Regions from separate parts of the Pan troglodytes genome. Here region 2 is linked to region 1. Evidence: chromatin contacts called from public Hi-C data. All regions are on one chromosome and are shown on one strand. The core of a region is the stretch at or near the end of the contact, and the rest is flanking DNA. Distances in the headings are between cores, read along the strand shown.

Region 1 (3,035 bases), core at 444-2,943:
TAAGACTGTGAGAGGAGGAAGAGCACAGGGCATCGTCGCATCCAGGATCTACAGAGGCACTATTTGCACTTTCTCCACTGTTTCCAGTATGGAAAATCCGACTCCTTCCTTTTCATTCCTTGATGGTCTCTATTGACCTTCAGTCACTGATTTGCTTCTCTTTGTGAGGGTATTTCAGTCCCAGGAGGAACTTTTAATTCCTGTTTTTTACTCTCTTCTGATTGGGGGGGAACACAGGATTAATATCCATGGAAAACATTAAGGAATCCAGAGAAGTTTTATTTTTACATTAATATACAGAATATCCACAGAGAATATAAAAGGCTACAGCAAAATCAAGTGATTCACTGGGACATAATATGTCTCTCTTTTCAATTATTTAAAGTCCCACAGAAACTTGACTGACATTTTCTATGCATTTTTGAAGAGAAATGGAAAGAGATGTGGGGGGGGGGGCGGTAACATATAGCTATTTCGGGAGAGATTAGCTTGTTGTGTAATCCAGTCACAGAAAGATAATCGCAGACACCAGAGCTAAATTTCTTTGACTGAATTCATGTAAATCAGTATTTTTTTTTTTACTTCTACACATGAATAAGAAGTAATTTCATTCACTGGGGTTGCTGTGTGGTGTAAATACACATATTCACTAATGTTAAGAAAAATTGTGCTTATTATGTATAGTAGTGATGCACATAATTTACACACACTCATTGATTGAAATGTTTCCCTGTGGATCAGGTGCGTTCATAATCAGATGAAGGAAAAGCAAAGGAAGCATTTATTTTCCATTTCGTGAATCATAAAATCGGAGGTTTGGGCTGACTACCTTTAGGTTCCCTTACGGTGTTTTTTGGGAACCGCTTTGGAGTCAGCTATCTGCTAAGTTTGGAATTGCCACCACGAAAGTAAACACCGTAGTGAGGAGCGGGTTGAGGAAAAGAATAAATAGTTGGTGGAAGGAACCACCGTACTCGAGGGAGGGGACAGTGGGAACGGCCCCTGTCACAATCACTCAATCATTTATCCAAAGCATCAACATTCTCAGAGCAAAGAACTTGTGTTTCTAACTCCAGAGGTGCCTGGATTCACAACCAAAAATGCTTCTTCCTCGCTCTCCACAGCCCCTCCCATGCCATACGCCGGCTCGGCACCCCCTCTTCGCTGTGCATTTCTGCTTCCCCCCAAAGCCGGAGTAGTAAAGGGAGGCTCCTCGCGGCCCCCGCGGGCTCCCAGGGACCCGCAAGTTGAAGCGCGAGGGTTCCACGCGGGCTGCGGGGACGCGGGCCTCCGTGCTGCAGACTTTCTCAGGGCGCCTGGGTCGCAGCAGGCGCGGAGTCCCGCGCGCAGCAGCTGCTCCGCCGGCCTCGCCTCCGACCCCCGCCCTGCGCCAAGCGCGGAAGCGCTCGCAACCCAACTGCCCCGGGTGCCGGGCGCCTAGGGAGGGGCCGCCACCGCCCCCTCCGCCCGGGGGCCAGCGCCGAGCAGCCCCCGCCTCCCCGGAATCCAGAGGCCGAGCCGGAGGCGGCGGGGCCACGGTGGGAGCCCGCGAGGTGGCCCGAGCCAGGGCTCCGTATCCCCGCAGAGCCCGCCCGAGGGCGCAGCCGGCCACGCCAGGGGAGGCAGCCGGGCGGCGGGGAACGGCGGGGGCGGAGCGCAGCCTCCCGACGCCGCCGCCTCACCGCCCCCCTCCGCCTCCTCGTCCTCCGCTCGCAGCCGCCGCCTCCGCCGGGCTGAGGAGCCGGGAGTCCGCCGCGCCAGCTCGGGGCTGCGGGATGGGGAGTTAGCGCCACGGCGGCGGCAGTGGCCGCAGCGCACCCCGCCGCCGCCCAGGAGCCCGTCCAGCCAGGGGTGCCGGGCCCGCCCAGCCCGCCCCGGAGCCAGGCCCGCGGGCGGCGGCGGAGCTGGGCAGGTGGATGCGGCTGGAAGATGGCGCCCTCGGGCCCGGGCAGCAGCGCCAGGCGGCGGTGCCGGCGGGTGCTGTACTGGATCCCGGTGGTCTTCATCACTCTCCTGCTCGGCTGGTCCTACTACGCCTACGCCATCCAGCTGTGCATAGGTGAGTGCGCCCCCCGCCGCGGCGCCCCCAGCGCAGCGCAGCCCACCCCGACTGTCCCGGGACGCTCAGCCGCGCCTCCACTCTCGCCCCCCGGATGCGCCCCGGGCGCTGCCAACCTGCCGCGTCCCGCCGGCTCCGCCGCCGAAAGCAGCCTCGGGGCAGCTTTTTCCACGCGCACGCCCCTCGCCCTCCCCTCCCAACTCTCGGGTTATGGTGCCGCCTCCGCCCCGCACTCGCCGCCGAGCCTCCCGCCGCCTTCCGCTCACCGCCGCCGCCCCGGCCACACCCCCTAGAGGGGCGGACGGTCCCCGGGACCGCTGTGGAGAGGGGAGGCCGAGGCCGGCGAGGTGCGCCGGGGGCTGAAGGGCTGAGCTGGGCCCGGCCCCGAGCTGCGCCAGACCCGCGCGGGGGTGCTGGCCTTGGCGGCGGAGCTGGATCCCTTGCTGGTTGGCGTCAATCCACTCGTTAGAAATTTGTGACAGCGCTCAGGGGCGTTTTTGCTGCCTTTATGATTTGAGGATTGCCAGTTGGACACTTTTCTAGTTAAAAAGGATGTGGAGGAGGTGAGCTACTAGAAAGTATTTTTGAGGACATGTGCAACACACTAAACCATAATTTAGGTGTTTGAACAGTAGGGAGAGAAAAAAAGAGGTGATCGTCTGAGGTTTTTACACCCAGAGAGCAAAGTGGCTCCAGTCCGAGTTCGAGGTTCCTGAATTGGTGGGTAGGATACTTTTAATGCTGAAGATTAAAATTTTTTAAAAAGTTGATTATTATGCACAAGTAGGGAGTACAATGATGTCGCTTAATGTAAGCTGGTTTCTACCTTCAGGGGTTTTATGAAAACTGATCTGGGTTATCAGAAAAAGATGTTAAAACAGAAAATGACCTTTCTGCCAGTGACTTGTGAATGCTTTCTGTGTTTCGTGCTCCACCTAACAAAGTGTCTGTTTTTGCCCTACCAAGTGCTAGCTTT
Region 2 (2,740 bases), core at 123-2,622, 92 kb after region 1:
CCTGGTCCTAATTTCAGTTATTTTAAAATAGCTTTTTTACACATACATACTAATCATATTTTATAACTTTCCACTATTTATCTGAGTTCAACTACTCTGCATAAAACTTTATAAAGCCATCCATTTCCAGACAAAAAATGAAAAATTACTTATTTACATGTGACAAGATCAGATGTTACCATGGCAAAGATGGTGTTTATTTTTATTCCTCATTAATAAAACAACCAAAATCCGACTTGATAACAAGATCTACTTTACTGGCGTTTATTCTAACTAGACTAGAGGGGTCAAAAATGTTTGTAAATGCTCTGAGAAAAAAGTAACAGCCATGAAAATTATCTGAATGTTCGCAGTTACAAAAGGGAAAAAGAACACAATAGAACGTCTAAAACTTAGAGCATATTGCGTGGTTACCAAAGATAGATCTCACATTTCTGGTCTATAAACAGAGTTCCTGTTGATTCTTGGGCAGGGAAATTTCAAATCCTTCTGCATTTTTCATACAAATTGGAAAAAAAAAAAAAACAAGAGTAAAAAGAGGGTCTTATGACTGTCTTCTAAACTCTGAAGAGTCACAAATGTAACTTCCAATTCTCCAAGTAGAGAAACTAAAGGAGATCCACAGGACACCCCTCCTTTATAACTCTCCCACCCCGATACGCACACACACACACATAAGCACAAAAACACAAAGACTTGGAAAGACCCTGTAGTCTAACATTGTTTTCCTCCACCTCTCTCTCTACTGCAGTCCCAGAAGCCCCGAAGAGACACCAAAGGCCTTCTCATTACTGGAGATAGCATCTCCGTACTGCAGTTTCCCAGAGAAACGAGAGGACGGCACCGAGGTATTCAAGCCATAGGTAACTCTCTTCCCTGGCAAAGCGCCAGTGCGAAGGTGCTGATACCACTGACTGGAGCTACACTGACTCCCAAGCACTGCTGCGTGAAACAATACGAAGAGGTGAGGATCTAGGCCACCGCCCTCCACTCCCAATTTCCGTCCCACAGCGAAGCCCCAGGTACAAAGCCTTTGCGTCATCACTACGCGCCAACCCCTTGACAAACCCCCAGCCCCAGTTACCCAGCCCCCAACCCGCCGCCAGGCTCCTTCCTCCGCCAGCCGCACTCCAGCTGGCGCCATCGCGCACCCTCTCAGGTTCATCGTCCCCGCCCCCTTTCTACTTCCCTAACCCGCCCCTCCCCCCGTAAGGCTGCAGCGGATGCAAGATCTACTTGTGTCGCTGAGCTCGCGCTCCTCCTCCTCCTCCTCGCCATAGAGACAGCACCCGGCGGCGGTGGCGGTGGCGGTAGCGGCGGCGGCAGCGGGTGCCCCATAGACACCTCTCGCCCAGCGAAGGGAAAGGCGAGCAGAAGCTGCGCCGCACCGTGCTGCGCCGTCGCTTTTCGCACGTCCTGACGGGGGCGCTAGATGATGACGCGTCACGCAGAGGGGGCGGGGCACGCAAGTGACGGCGGCGCGGGTGGTGGAGCGCTGGGCGGCCAGGCTCCCTGGCTGGCCGGTTTGGGCGTCTGGGCCGTTAAAGTGGGACCGGCTGTTCCGGGCCGCAAGTTTCCCTCTCCAGCCGCCCGCCGTTCGTAGCATGTCCCCCAGAACCCGGGGAGCGCAGGCAGGACAGACTTAGAGAAGACGCGGTCCCCAGCGCTTGGGCCACGGACGTCCCACCCCGCTCATCTGTCGCTGGAGAACCGCCGGGCCGAGCCACTGGGAGAAGCAGGCCAGAGCCTTCCAGGGCCTCCGGCCCGTGGACCCGAGGAGGATGAGCTGGCTCTTTCCCCTGACCAAGAGCGCCTCCTCCTCCGCGGCTGGGTCCCCCGGTGGCCTCACCAGCCTCCAGCAGCAGAAGCAGCGCCTGATCGAGTCCCTCCGGAACTCACACTCCAGGTGACTGGTCTCTGCCTCTCCACCGGAGGAAAAAGTAGGGTGGGAGGGCGGGCTTGTCCTAACCACCCTCGCAGCGCCTCAGTCTGCTCCCCACCAGCTCCTCATGTGGTTTACCTCCCTTGGTTGTGGGTCACACGCTTGCTCTGCCACTCCTGCCCCCTTTTACTGTTTTCCTCCGGACCCTCCCTGCCTCCTGCCGCACCACTGCTCAGCGCTTCTAACTCGGATTTCCTCATCCCTCCTGACACATAGCTGCTGACTGTAATCTCTCAATCTCTCTCATAGTCTATTTCCAGTATCCCTTGCTGCCCAGGCTTCGCCACTGATCTTTCCCTTTGCCCACCTGATTGCCGCGTCAGCAGAATTGTTAAAATACAATTGTGAAGAGTAATCTCCAGGTTTCACAAAGAAGGGAAAATAGAACTGTTGCAACATCAAAGGAAAGGGAAGCCAGAGTTTTCATCAGTGAATGCTTCTCGTCTGAGAGTCACTTATCACGTAGTCAGTCTTCTTGAGACTCTAAGATTTACCCTGTTGGAGAAGTCTCTCCCCATCTCACAGCGACCAGTGCATGTACATTTCTCACTTCTTTCATAGTCTTGTCCCCACGCTCAAGAATTACTTTATGTTCATCTTGATTGTTCTGTTGTCTTCCTGTGAGTTTTTCATTTTATCATGGTCAGTTTAGAAATATTTTTACAATTCATATTATTTCAACTTTTACTGTAAATTGGTTTGCTGCAGCCTTTTACATTGCAAATGTCTATGGTCTCTAATGGTTTTCAAAAATTAGAACTGCTTCTTTATATTATATGCATTTTGCAAGTATATTTA

Evidence for each region. A called contact is a pair of places that touch in the nucleus more often than the background predicts.
Region 2: a contact with region 1 is called in a Hi-C map of stem cell-derived neural progenitor cells, with 3 times the contacts expected there. The contact joins the promoter of CNOT7 here to the promoter of ZDHHC2 in region 1. A contact is called at or near these places in 1 of 7 Hi-C or Micro-C datasets (stem cell-derived neural progenitor cells) and 1 of 1 datasets of contacts at active chromatin or transcription factors (stem cell-derived excitatory neurons).

What each region holds. Positions count from the first base shown.
Region 1 is chr7:25,442,162-25,445,196 of NHGRI_mPanTro3-v2.0_pri, forward strand. ZDHHC2 (zinc finger DHHC-type palmitoyltransferase 2) reads left to right here and starts at 1,694. Exons shown (of 13, transcript XM_519614.9): 1 at 1,694-2,059. The coding sequence starts at 1,930.
Region 2 is chr7:25,534,669-25,537,408 of NHGRI_mPanTro3-v2.0_pri, forward strand. It overlaps CNOT7 (CCR4-NOT transcription complex subunit 7), which reads right to left and starts at 1,373. Exons shown (of 7, transcript XM_016959131.4): 1 at 1,237-1,373. It overlaps VPS37A (VPS37A subunit of ESCRT-I), which reads left to right and starts at 1,365. Exons shown (of 14, transcript XR_010159220.1): 1 at 1,365-1,906.